Regions from separate parts of the Anas platyrhynchos genome. Here region 2 is linked to region 1. Evidence: chromatin contacts called from public Hi-C data. All regions are on one chromosome and are shown on one strand. The core of a region is the stretch at or near the end of the contact, and the rest is flanking DNA. Distances in the headings are between cores, read along the strand shown. Region 1 overlaps AKAP13 (A-kinase anchoring protein 13). Region 2 holds the start of AKAP13 (A-kinase anchoring protein 13).

What was found. Hi-C and Micro-C count contacts between places; a contact is called where the count stands out from the background.
Region 2: a Hi-C map of subcutaneous adipose tissue shows a contact between it and region 1, with 3 times the contacts expected there. The contact joins the promoter of AKAP13 here to the enhancer-like site in region 1. A contact is called at or near these places in 4 of 8 Hi-C or Micro-C datasets (F1 follicle, liver, skeletal muscle and 1 more).

The regions. Positions count from the first base shown.
Region 1 is chr11:18,310,441-18,316,670 of IASCAAS_PekinDuck_T2T, forward strand. The region is part of intron 4 of AKAP13 (A-kinase anchoring protein 13); the gene reads right to left. Among named protein-coding and RNA genes, the nearest start is that of AKAP13, 68 kb to the right of the region's middle. Within about 2 kb of position 3,156, at least 1 of the 8 cell types and tissues checked has an H3K27ac peak or open chromatin away from gene starts, as enhancers often do. A contact at or near this core is called in subcutaneous adipose tissue, where this site is marked.
Region 2 is chr11:18,378,607-18,384,836 of IASCAAS_PekinDuck_T2T, forward strand. AKAP13 (A-kinase anchoring protein 13) reads right to left here and starts at 3,085. Exons shown (of 41, transcript XM_072043424.1): 1 at 2,930-3,085.

The DNA of each region.
Region 1 (6,230 bases), core at 1,906-4,405:
CTTGAAAGAGCACTTGGGAGAAAACTCGTATCAAAAGCAGTTTGTTTTGCAGAGTTCCAGGCTCCAGAAACAAACGGCAGTGCTGTGCCATCTGCCCAAACACAAGCAGCTCTAGAAATGGCTCCTCACATGGAGATATCCCCCCGATAACAGCAGTGACCCGGGTCAGCAGCGTAAAGGAAGATGGATGGCACTCTGCCAGAGTGCTGCAACCTCTCCCGCAGATAAGACCTCCAAGGAAAGACTCCAGAAATAAACAGAATGGCAAAGAGTCAGGCTTGGGATAGGGTTGGGTCCTTCCTCGTGGCCAATGAGTGCAGATGCCTTGATCTTAAAGCAGCACGAGGCAGAGGTTTTATTTTTTTTTAATTTTTTTTAAGAAAACAAATCACAAAGGCAGACACTACAAGAATGACTTCAGTGGTTTAAAAAAAAAAAAAAAAATCACAGCCTCCCAACTAACTTTATTTTCCTCTTAAATGAACATCAGCACTATTGGTTGTGCCAGAGCAAGGTTTCAGGTTAGCGTCGCGGAGGCTGAGCCCCTCTTTGATCAGAAAGACAGATTTTGCAATGCAGTCTGCTGCCCTTTGGAAAACACAATCGTAGACCGTGACTGCTTGCCCACAGGCCACCAAAAGAGCAGAGCGATGCTACAGGTTTTGCTGCCAGCCCCTCGAGCAACTCGGGGTGACACCTTCCACATTTCATTAAGGCTGCGCCGAGCCAGCCCAGCTCCTCGTCCAGCATCAGCCACAAAGCCACGACCAAAGCACTGACTTGCACATGCAAAATAACCTTCTTCTGTCCAACATTTTCTCCCCCTGAAGGTGAGGAAGAATACGGTCCAAAAATAAGTTTAGCTTAGCACACTGATGGATAAAAGATTGACACAGGGAACAAAGAAAGGATACAGAAAAAAAGACCCTTTAACTAAGACTCTTCGGGTACAAGGAATATATGGGTAGAGACAGACACCTACAATAAACACAGCATCAATAAATAGTCCCCTACCTCGTGCTAAGGGGGCAGAGGCAGCTGTGACGGACTGATACTTACAGATATTATAGGAACTGCTGCTTCCAGGCCCATGCTGGCTCGTGCAGATCCATTCTGAGTGCAACTTGTGCTGCTCACCTCCTCTGTCTGCAGAGCCCACAGTGTTACAGCTGATTTATCAGTGATCTCACAGCTACACCATGTCCCATGCCACTTCGGGTGTCTAAATCTGCAGTGGGTTTGGTTTGCAAAGAGGTAAATGGTGCAGGGAGACCAGGGAATGGATTTCCTACTCCGAACCACTGTGAGCAACACAAGCTCCAACAGAATTGGATACACTTAAAGAAGACCATCATTAGCAGCCCACATCCTTTGACAGAGCATGTCTACATCTCATATCAATCAGCTCAGTGATGAATCTTTATTGAGTGTCAGAAGACTATTATGGGTATTACACACACGTTAATACGGGAGATCTCTGCAGACTGCCAACAGAAAATCCATCACAGTAACAGGATCTCGTTAGCGCTGAAGACGACACACAATTTATCTTTATGGATGTATCTTTATGACACATCACTTAGGCGCACAGAGCTGGGGAAGTTACTAGAACGGGTGGTTAAGAGCCAAACAAGGTGTATTATTGCTTCAGCACACGGCTCCACAACCTCTGGAGCACTTCCATCACCTGCTTTTGTTCAGAGCATCCTGAGGGCCTCTGCAAGGTGCCGTGCTGGGCAGACAGCCTTCACTAAACTAACCAGCCAAGGGCACGTCTAATGGTTTTTAGCTCACAGAAGGATGTGATAAGAATTAACAATGACATTAACAACAAAAGGGCAAAAAGCAAAGTTAAGCTGAAAAACAGAAAGGATAAGAAAAGTGTCATTCAAAAGTTTGTTAGATACTAGGGAAGAAAATCTAGGGAAGATCTACTCTGATAAGAAGAATAGCTGGGAACACAGTTTTATTGTGTGGTTGGAACTGGCAGTATAGTGAAGAAAACACTGATTTATTTTCATTTATTTGAGCAGTTTAATATTGGCCAGGTCATCCATTTAAAACACTGTGTGCCTGCTGTCATGGCCTGGACTGCTGGAACAAGCAGCTGTTGACAGCAACCCCAAATCCCAGCCACAGCAAGCCCCACAGAGCTCTGGTCCAGAGAAGAGGCATGAAGGGAGGAGCAGTGGAGGTCCACTTCTCATCTCAGTAAGTCTCCGTAGCAGAATATTCCCCCCGGTACCATCCAGTTTCCATAGCAAGTGCTGATCTTACTCTTAAAGAGTTTTTCTCAGAAACCGTGGAAACTACTACAATTATTTCCTATAAAAACAACCCAAATTGATAGGAATGTCTTGTTCTGTCCTCTTTCTACAGCCTCTTCTGTTCTTCACTACACTGTAAGTGAACTGAACCACACATTTTATTAACAGCAGCTTGAGTGATTGATCCTGCTAATTACTCACATAGCAATAACAACAAAATTCGTAGAGCTTGGAAGAAAGAGCAGACAGCCTGAACGCATTCAGTGACTAAGAAACAGAAATCCAGCTATTCTCTTGGCATCAGGGAGTTGAAGAGAGTCACAATTCCTGGAAGATAAAGTACATATGATCCTGGAAGATAAAGTACATTTGATGACACATTATTTGAAACAATCTCCTATCACCACAGTATTTTCACAAATAGTCTTGATGGGTTTTAAAGGGAAAAAAAAAATCAGATTTGAACACTAACATTTGAAGGCATAAGATAGAAGGACAGCATTTTCCTTGTACTTCAGCATCCTCTACAGTACAGTAAGCCCTCAAAGAGACACAGCTCAGGGTGTGTTTTAGAGTGCTGATTTTCCTGCCAGCTGCGAAATATCTGCTCTAGCCTCGTAGCTACAGTACTTGGAGCTACCGTAATGCCTAAGACTCTCTTTAAAAAGTGACATAATTCTTACTTTTTTGCCATTAGGGAACAGAAACCATTACAACCATTGCCTTACTGAAAAAGAACCCCCCAACCACAACTGCTATGCAGAGCAAACTGTTGTAACACTGCAAAGCGCTTTGAAACAGACAGAAATGCAGGCAGCCCTGCAGAAAGCAGCACTGAAAACACATCCTGCAGCACAGCTGCCACTTGATGGCAGTGCATAGCATCGATCTTAGCAGAGAGCAATTAATCACAGTTTATTTCCCACTTATGCACAATATGGGATTGCAGGGGACGAGTGCTTGCAAGCGCACTGCATGCGGCACAACTTTGGGAACCAGGGCGCTGCAGGTAGAGCAAAGGAGACCAGGAGCAGATGGGCTTTTCACAGGAGATTTGAGAGTTTAATTGAAAGCATCACGCCTTCATCAATTCAACATCTTCAAAAACACCCTCGTGTTAGCTTTGCTGACAAAATTGGCTCGAGCCTAACAGTTCCCAAAATGAATGCTGCATTTTGTTACAGAAAATAAAGCAGGGACCTGCCTCTTGACAGATAAGATAAGAAATCTGGTTGGTTGTCCTAAAGGTAATGGAAGAATATTTATAAGCTATATAAATACATTCCATTGAGGAACAGGAATTAAAGAGCATTTTCATCCTCTTAAACACCATGTGCTGAGCTCCACTGATCAGGAGGGAAGGCACCGCAATCAGCCAGCACTGGGGTTGGGATGCAATCTCTCAGCATCTTTCCAGATATTAATCAGCTCATCAGCTACTTCAAGACATAAAGAACCCTAAATTCAGAACCTAAGAGGTATAATATACAGTGTAATATACAGTGTTTTTTTTTTTTGTTTTTTAATTTTATTTTATTAAATCTCTTAGTGTGACAATACAAGGATTCCTTTTGCATGTTTGCAGTGGGGCACAGTTTCAGAAAGCAGGTTCAACCAATCTAATAGCACTGCCAAAGAGGGGATTAATGCCTTCTCTACTTTCCCACCCTTTCCTTGTACCAGTTCTAGCATCTTTCTTCTGGAATTCTTATTATTTGAAGATCACAAGCAGTGCTGCCAAGTAATGGTGACTGAAGGGCAGAACTTCAGACAGCAAGCTCTCTAGACTCCAAGCTAGGCCACTTACTGTGCACCAGCACATTCACACACACTGAACAGGATCACAGAAGCAAAGATCAAATGGACAATTATGGGAGGAAGGCTTGGAACCCAAATCACCAGCGTTTTGATTTTGGCTAATAGCAAAAAAGCGCTGAGAAGAGACCTCTGAGCTACAATTTAACCCATGGCTCACCTTGAAGGAAGGCAGTGCTGATGGTCAGGCAGCCTCTTCTCAATTCTCCAGCTAAAACCATCTGCAGTAAATCCATAGGGGTCACCACTCAAAAGAAGTCCTACGCTAACGCGGAATGGATCTTGTGAGCTAGAGGATGCCTCGTCTAAAAGGAGCAAGCCAGCAGCCATGTGGTAACTCATCTGAGCCACAGTCTTTTTTGGGGTACCCAAGAGCAGCAGCTCATCACAACATGATGCCCAGCTCAGGTGGCAGGTGCTGATCCCATTTCAGCAGTAGGGGGACTTCTGTTGCATGATGTAGACCACAGTTTGGGAAGAGGAGAATGAAAAAAAAATGTGGATCAAGGACTTAAAAAAACAAAATCTCAAGAAATGAGGACACAGTTTAGGGAGGATATGATTTTGCCTGCAGAATGAAAACAGAACCAGGAAAGACGCGACGTGCTCCTCTCCAAAGTCCATCTGATCGGGTGCCCCAACCAACTTTCTTAAAACCAAACAAGTAGCAGGTTCTTCCACAAGGAACACAAGCAAGTATTTTATTTGTAAAGGGTGCTAAGAGGCCTTCCACTCGTAATTCAAAGACACTTTGAAGGTGGGGCAGCAAACTACTTTGTCATTAAGAAGAACTCAAGGGCCAACAAATAAAAGACAAGAGGCTTATCAGATCCTCTCACCACAGCACTGAGCTGAACATCAAGGCTCATTCTCCTCCTGCCTAAGGACCTCAAAAGAAAGTCGGACAGGGCTTCTGTATAGTGCTTTTCATGAGAAATTCCCACATTAAAAGCACACTCGGCATATTCCACCTTTTCTGCTGGACTGATCTCATATTTGGGCATTGCAGTGGCTTTTGTGACCATAGATGCCACAAAGAAAACAAATTCAGCATTAGTAGATTAACTAAAACATCGATGCCAACCTAATAGCAATGTTTTACTGCATTAGGACTACAAAGGTATTTCATTTTCTCCTTTTACACCTTTGGTAAAGATTTCTGAAGAAGATTAATTAACCAGCTCATAACACTGCACAAGCCATACTTGGGACTGTCTCAGACATGATAACAACCTGACAGACACTCCTGTCACAAGCCTCAAAGCTGTGTCGTGCTTATTTTCTTTAACCCTTTAATATTTATTCAAAAGAGGGTTTTTCTTAAAACACAAACATCAGAGGTTATCACAATTACTCCTCCTGAGGAATACACACATAAAGGGCATTTCATTCTGGGTGAGATATGCAAGTGAAAGAAATATATTCCTATTATAAGCATTACTCTTTTCTTCCCGTTCTAGATTAAAGGTGACACAATGGGTAACCTACAGCAATTCATTCATTAACAGAAGAGAGGAACTACTGTACCCAAAACCCAGGTTACATTAAGAGAGGGTCAGTACATTCTTGCCGAAGCTTTTGAAGTTCATACTTCATTAAGTTGCACGGCATTTTGGCGTGGAAGTGAGAGCTCTCATCTCTATCAAAACCCTCCCTGAGCAACTCGGCGGGTTGCGCAGCTCCCAGGTGGCAGTTTATACGAGAGACTCAGTCTGCAGACCTGATTAAAGACCAAAGTCAATGGGAGCACTTTTATCAATTAAGCGTTCGCCCTCCCATACAATCTCTGGGTATGACACATTTGGCTTTGTCACCCCGAATAATGCGGACACACCTTAGACAAACCGTGCAGAGGAGGAGTGCTGTGATTTAGAGCGTTTGTTCCTTTTAATCAAAAAGGAAAAGGAAAAAAAAATTGCAGTGATGCATCACCCTTCTCCAGCTGCTAATCTTTTCCATTTCACACCCACTGATCATTATCACCGAGAAAAAACACTCCTGTCTTAAAGACAGATCTAAGGTTGCAGTCTTGGTAGTAATCAAGAGAAGATGCCACTTAATGCTTCACAGCTCACCCCTACCTGTCACCTCCGTCCTGTTCCAGCACTCCCATACCCAGTCCTGCTCTCAGGTTATACTTCTAAAAAA
Region 2 (6,230 bases), core at 1,835-4,334, 68 kb after region 1:
AAACCACTACCCATCAACCTGCTAAAACACGGGGCCACAATCACTCAGGGAGAGCAAATCACATCCTGGCAGCCTCCTGCACTACCCAGCCTTTCACCCCAGCTGTTAACTTCTGCATGCTGCCTGCCATCTCTAGCAAAACCAAACCCAAAGATTCTCCGTACTTATCAGCTACATGGTTCAATTTACTGCGGGCTACTTGTTGCCTGTGTGGGGAACCCCCACAGAAATAATATATAATAGCACTCGCGTAGATTGCAGATAACGAGCTAGAGTACTAAGCAGGAAGGCTTCCAGGCTGATTCAAGGACTGTTTTATAGGCAAGTGGAACATCACCAAATACCGGGCAGAGAAAACTGATCTGTTGGTGTCCTGGATAAGGAGAGGAAAAGAAATACGTACAGCATGCACAACGACTTCTACTGACCATTTTTCTGTTCAGCAGCTATCTGTTAAAACTTCTTATGCCAGCAGAAGGCTCTACGAAAGCCCCCCCTGCCCTCGTAACACTGCCAGTAAGCCTACCAATGTTTTTCTCCTCTGGTATAATTTATAGAGCGCTGCCCTACCTCATGCTTTGGATAGAATAACCAGATTCCTTTAACAGCACTTAATCCCCCTCTCAGTACAGAAGTGTACCCTGGACCAGAACACGGCTTAGTCAGGAGCGTATCCTGCTGAGAGATTAGCAGCAAGTTCTGCGTGAGCCTGCATCCAACAGCTTCCCCACACAGCCTACGTTTAAAACCCTCCATTTACCTGGCAGGGCTCTATTTGTATGAAAAGCTGGGACTTTTCAACTGCGTTTTTCCTCCTCTGCTGCTGTGGGGCTGTAAATCATGAACACCAAGCTCCTGCCTGGCTCTCTGGCCCCTATTCCTCCACGCATTGCCACGTCCTCACCTTTTGGACCGTGCTGACCATGCCTTGGCCTCCGGACCTGGTTGCCAGACACGGGCTGGAGCACGGGGCCGACACGATGCCGCGCTACCTGCGGGGAGACTTGTAATTCAGGCTGCCTGCAGAACCCGTCTGCCTTGCCCAACTCCACATCCGTGCCCTTCTAGCAACAGCCCCAGGCCAGCCTGTCTGCCCAGCGCCGGGCAGCGCCGAGAGGACAGACAGGAGACGCGCCAGGCTCATGCCATAAGCACAGGAGATAGGTACATGTTTGAACCCATGCCAAGGGACAACACACGCCTGGGTTATCCTCACCTTGCTTAATGCACCCGTATCCTGCTACGAGGCCTGGAAATAAAAAAAAAAAAAAAAAAAAAAAGAAAGGAAAAAAAAGGGTCCAAGCAAAACATCTCACCACGAAAGGTGACAGCCTGGAACCGCAGTGGTGTAGCAAGAGCCCTCTGCGTGAACGGGTGCTCCTCTAGCACAGACAGCTTCTGCCCACAGACACGGATGTTGTGAGGTTAATGTCAATCTACACCCACTGCTAGGATATCTCTGAATAAAATACACCTCCTCTAACACGGCGCTAACTGAATCACGCGTGCCTTACCTTCATGGGACTGTGAGGAACTCGGTTCACCTCCGCAGTCCCCCTACAACTTGGCAAGGGTTTGCAAAGCACCAAAAGCACGCCAGGCAAGGGAGGGATTTTCAGCTGAAGAGAGTCACCACCGGGGGAAATAATGTAGTTTGGCCTTTTAAAACCACTGAGATTACGTTAGCTGAGACTGCCAGCACACGAGACACTCACAGATCTCAGAGCAACTGTCTAAACTCAGCGCTGAAGCTACATGCTTTACATATTTCTACTGCACCGCGTATCTCCATGAGCACCTACAGTTTTATGGCTGACACGGGTTGCAGGGAACACCGCAGCTACCAACTGTCCTGCATGAGCACAGCATTCATAATCCCTTTATCAAGACCCCGTCTGGTCATCCGCAACCAGCACAGAACACCCTTACAAACTTTTTAAAGCACTTTTTCTCTCCTGAGCTCCAGCTAACGAGCAGCCCTGCGAAGGACACAGGGCAGAGCCCATTACAGAGGTCAGCAAAACTCGGCTCCACTAATCCCAGCTCCTTTCCATGACTCGTGGGGATAACGCGGCCACGGCCGGTGGATTAACCAGCTCGGACAATTCGCAGGTGAAGAAACGAGCACGCTTTCACAATCCTCACCCAGGAATCGTCACAGTGGCTTTAGGAGAAGTGGGGTTCCCCTTGAGCACATTTTCCAGCAGCAGGGTGACCCCACAACAAGAACCCCCCAGCCACGACCCCCTGCCCGGCTCCAACAACCCACTGAGCCCCAAAGGTGGGGAAAAAAAAACAAGAACAGAGGAGATTGATTGAAAACCCGGATTACTCTCTCAGCAAAACCCAAACAAACTAAGATACAAAGTTGCATCAGCGAAGCTCGAGGTTTTGTTGATTTCTCCCCCCCCCAGCAGCACATCAATGGGCTGAATAGCGAGGAGGGAGGCTGGGGGCCAGCCGGGGGGGGTGTTTGTGTGTATATAAGCGTGTGTTTGTGTAGATCTGCGTGTGTTTGTGTATTTCTGGGGGTGTGTTCGTGTGCTCCCCCCCCCGCAGCAGCCCGGGCACACGGCCGGGGGTCGCTCCCCCCCTCTCCCCCGGGCAGCCCGCAGACAATAGGGGCGGGAGCAGGCGAGGCGCGGCGCGCCAGCAAAGAAGCGAAAAGTAAAGGAAAAGAGTGAGAAATAAGGAAAAAAAAAATAAAAAATAAAATAAAGAGAAAAAAAGCACGCGAGGCTGAGCGGCTCCGCACGAAGTTGCGCGGAGAAAAGCTCCGAGGAAGAGGAGAAGGAGGAGGAAGGGCGGGGAAGTGTCCGAGGGACCGCGGAGGGGCCCCACTCCCTCACCACCCCAAAAGACCCCTTTTTATCCCCCTAGACCCCTTCCCCATCCTCCGCAAAAACTCCTGCGGGGCTCACACACTCACCCCACGGCGGGCGGGCGGCTTCGCCCCCTGGCAGCAGCGGGGCCGGGAGGGAAGGGAGAGGGACAGGGGACGGGGAGAAGGGAAAGGGAAAAGGAGGGGGGGGAAAGGAGATGGGAAAGGAGGGAGGGGGGTGGGAAAAGCGGCCGGGCCGGGTGCTCTCCGCCCGGGGAGGCGGGCAGGAAGGAGGGCCGGGGGCTGCGGGCTGCGAGCCGAGAGCCGCCGCCGTGCCCGCCCCCGAGCCGCCAGCCCGCATGCGCCGCCCGCCGGGCCGGGCCGGGCCGGGCCGCCCCCGGGCAGGGGGCACCGGGTGGGGGGACGGGCAGTACCCGGCCGGGGGCTTGGGGTCGGGGGAGATTCAGCCCAGAGACCCCCGGGTGAAGCGGGGCTGTCGGGGAGTGGCACCCCCGCACCCCCCCCCTCCGGCCACCTGGCTGGCCCCGCTCATTGGGCTCGCTGAGGTTTGGGTGTTTCTGGTGCGAAAAGAAGCAGAGAACTTTTTTATTATTGATTTTTTAATTCTTTTTTAATGTGCTTTTTATTTTATTTTATTTTATTTTATTTTATTTTATTTTATTTTATTTTATTTTATTTTATTTTATTTTATTTTATTTTATTTTATTTTATTTTATTTTATTTTATTTTATTTTATTTTTACTTAAAGGGGATACTTCCTCCCCACACGCTGGCCAGGAGCTTTAATGGCTTGTTTAGTTTGGTACGCTGCTGCTGGCGTGCCCACCTCCTGCAATGGATAAGTCCTCCCCCAGCACAAGCTGATCTGCTGCACGCACACGCTGCACATCGCTTCCTAGCACAAAATCCAGCAGCTCCACTCATGCCCGCAGCCCTGTCCTGCTCCGCAGCACCTTCCCGCTGCTCTGCTGCATGAGGTGTGGAGTTTGATCCAGGACAATTTCCCTCGCTGTTCCCGTGCCTTGCCCCAGAAAATGGTGGCAATGGCAACCCACCGTCAGCAGACGCATTCATGTGGCCTGTGGTCCGCGTGTGGCTAGGTTTGGGGAGGCCTCTGGAGAGAAGATGCACGAGCAGTTGTGGCGGTGACCTGCCTTCAGTTAGCGTTTATGATGGAAGCTCTTGGAAATGAGTTCATGTGGCGGCCCAACGTTTCCCCTCAGCTTAACCTACTGCACACAGATGCATCCTGCTAGCCCTGGTGGTAGCCAGGCGATCATAGCCACAAAGACAGCAGCCACGCTGAGTTACTCGTGCGATTCCTGTCGCACTAAAGGTGGGCAGCCTCACCTCACTGCAGCCGACCCCAAAAACACTTGCTGTACTTCCCAAAAAGACCTTGCTGCTGGCCAGAGAGCTGGACAAAGGATGCGGGTAATTTCTGTACCTGGTGTGCTCTCTCTGGAGAATAAAAATAATAACACTGAGCTGTGTACAGTGGAGATTTCCTGCTGAAAGTGCTCTGCATGAGCTTGGCATCGTCTTCTAAGGTGTGCAGTGCTGATCCCGTTTAAATCAACTGAAATAATAAAAATGGTTTCACCCCTCATGCAATGTGATCATTTGGAGGCTGGGACATACCGACACCGTACGCCCTTTTAAACCAGGATGTAAAGCAATAATTTCTCATACATGGCTCCAGCAGGGTGAGGCACCTGAGAGCAGGGATACTGGAAATACAGTTTAATTTGCCTTCCTCCCATCCCTGTAAGAAGGGCGTACAAGAGGAACACTGGGAAGTTCCCAGACTCAAAAAGGGGACGGCACAGGATGGCTCAGGAAAGAGCACCATCTAGTGAAAAGCCACCTCCTGCAGAAGCTCTGTCCCCTCCGAGTCTCCAACCAAACAATGACTAACCCAGCCCAGCCCAGCCCAACCTACCTCATAACGTGAGGCAATCAGGAGGAGGTAGCATGGTGACAGATAACAGGTGCCTAAAATTTTCCATAACACACGCTCAGAGATCTGGAGCTTTACCCTCCTGGCTGTCCATCAAGGGCAAGTTTGTTCTCTGCTTGGTGGCCCTAACCTGGCGAGCCAACCTCTGTCTGTGGCTGCCTCTCCAGGGCTGGCATGGCCCCAGGCCTGCCAAAGGCCCCAGCCATGTCTTTGGGATCAGGAGGCAAACAAAGGCTGCAAATAGTTCAGAGAGGCTTTGCACGTGAGGATACAAGTGTAATCTGCAAGCAAGACTGCCCAGGAGTGTTTACCACAGCCGTAATATTCCAGGAGGCAAGGAAATGAGCTTAGAAAACAGAAATATCAAGGAATTTGTGAAGGGAGATGGCTTTCAATTTACTTCTGACAGGCAGGAGTTTCTGGGCGATGACTCCCCACTGGTAAATGGGGGAGTCTGGGGAGATTTTATGTGGTGGCTGAAGTTGTGGGCAGATTGCCGAGTCAGGGAGCTTCCAAGCACAGCTCTCCTCGCCCTCTGCTCAGCGAGGTGGGGCAGCGCAGCCTCCAGCACCAAAGCTTAGCAGGAGGCCACCTGAGCTCAGACTGCACAGCAACGAGGTGATGGGACCGACCGATGGGCCCCGTCCTTCACAGGCAGCCTGACCCTTTCACTCCAGGAGCCAAAAAGGGGGCAGAGAGGGTGTAATTACATATATTTCTGTGAGAGCAAGCTTCTCCAGAGCGCCAGGCGTTGGCCATGACTTATGTGGGGAATTACAAAGGCAGGAAGGGACATGGGGTGAGTACTGAGCTCCGTGAGGTGCCAGGCAGAGGTTCAGGCCCGGTCACAGCCCAGGCTCCCCTACCCTACAGAAGGGTTTGTAAGGCCTCTGCCCAGGACCAGAGCAAGGAAAATCTCCACTGCCAGCCACTTCAGATGCCCAGCCATGCTCTCATCGGCACATCACTCTGCCTCTCTGCCTTCACCAGGATGTAGTCTGTGCTCTACTTATGTCTTTCAATTGTTTCCACCCCCAAATCCTTTATCTCAAAATATCCTGCCTGCACCCACATATAACCACAAACCAAAAAAGAGAGACAGTAGATGAGGGAAAATTTGTGTGGCAGCTTTGCGGATGCTAGCTTTCTGACAAATTGTTTGCCTTCAGATTGTCTTTGACACTGGTTCCCCCATGCCATAAGTCCAGTAAATAAAAATGAAAAATAAAATATATATATATATAAAATAATCAGATGTTCTTTCATTGCTTCTTTCAGGGTTTAATTTGTCACAAACTTTGCTTCAGGGCTCCTTACTCCTTGCTCGGGAACCAGATTTAAGTACTAGTTGCACTCGCGAATGAGAATGGAATTTGGATCTGCACAACATAATCTGAACGTTTGTGTGTAGTGGCATGAATTAGCAAC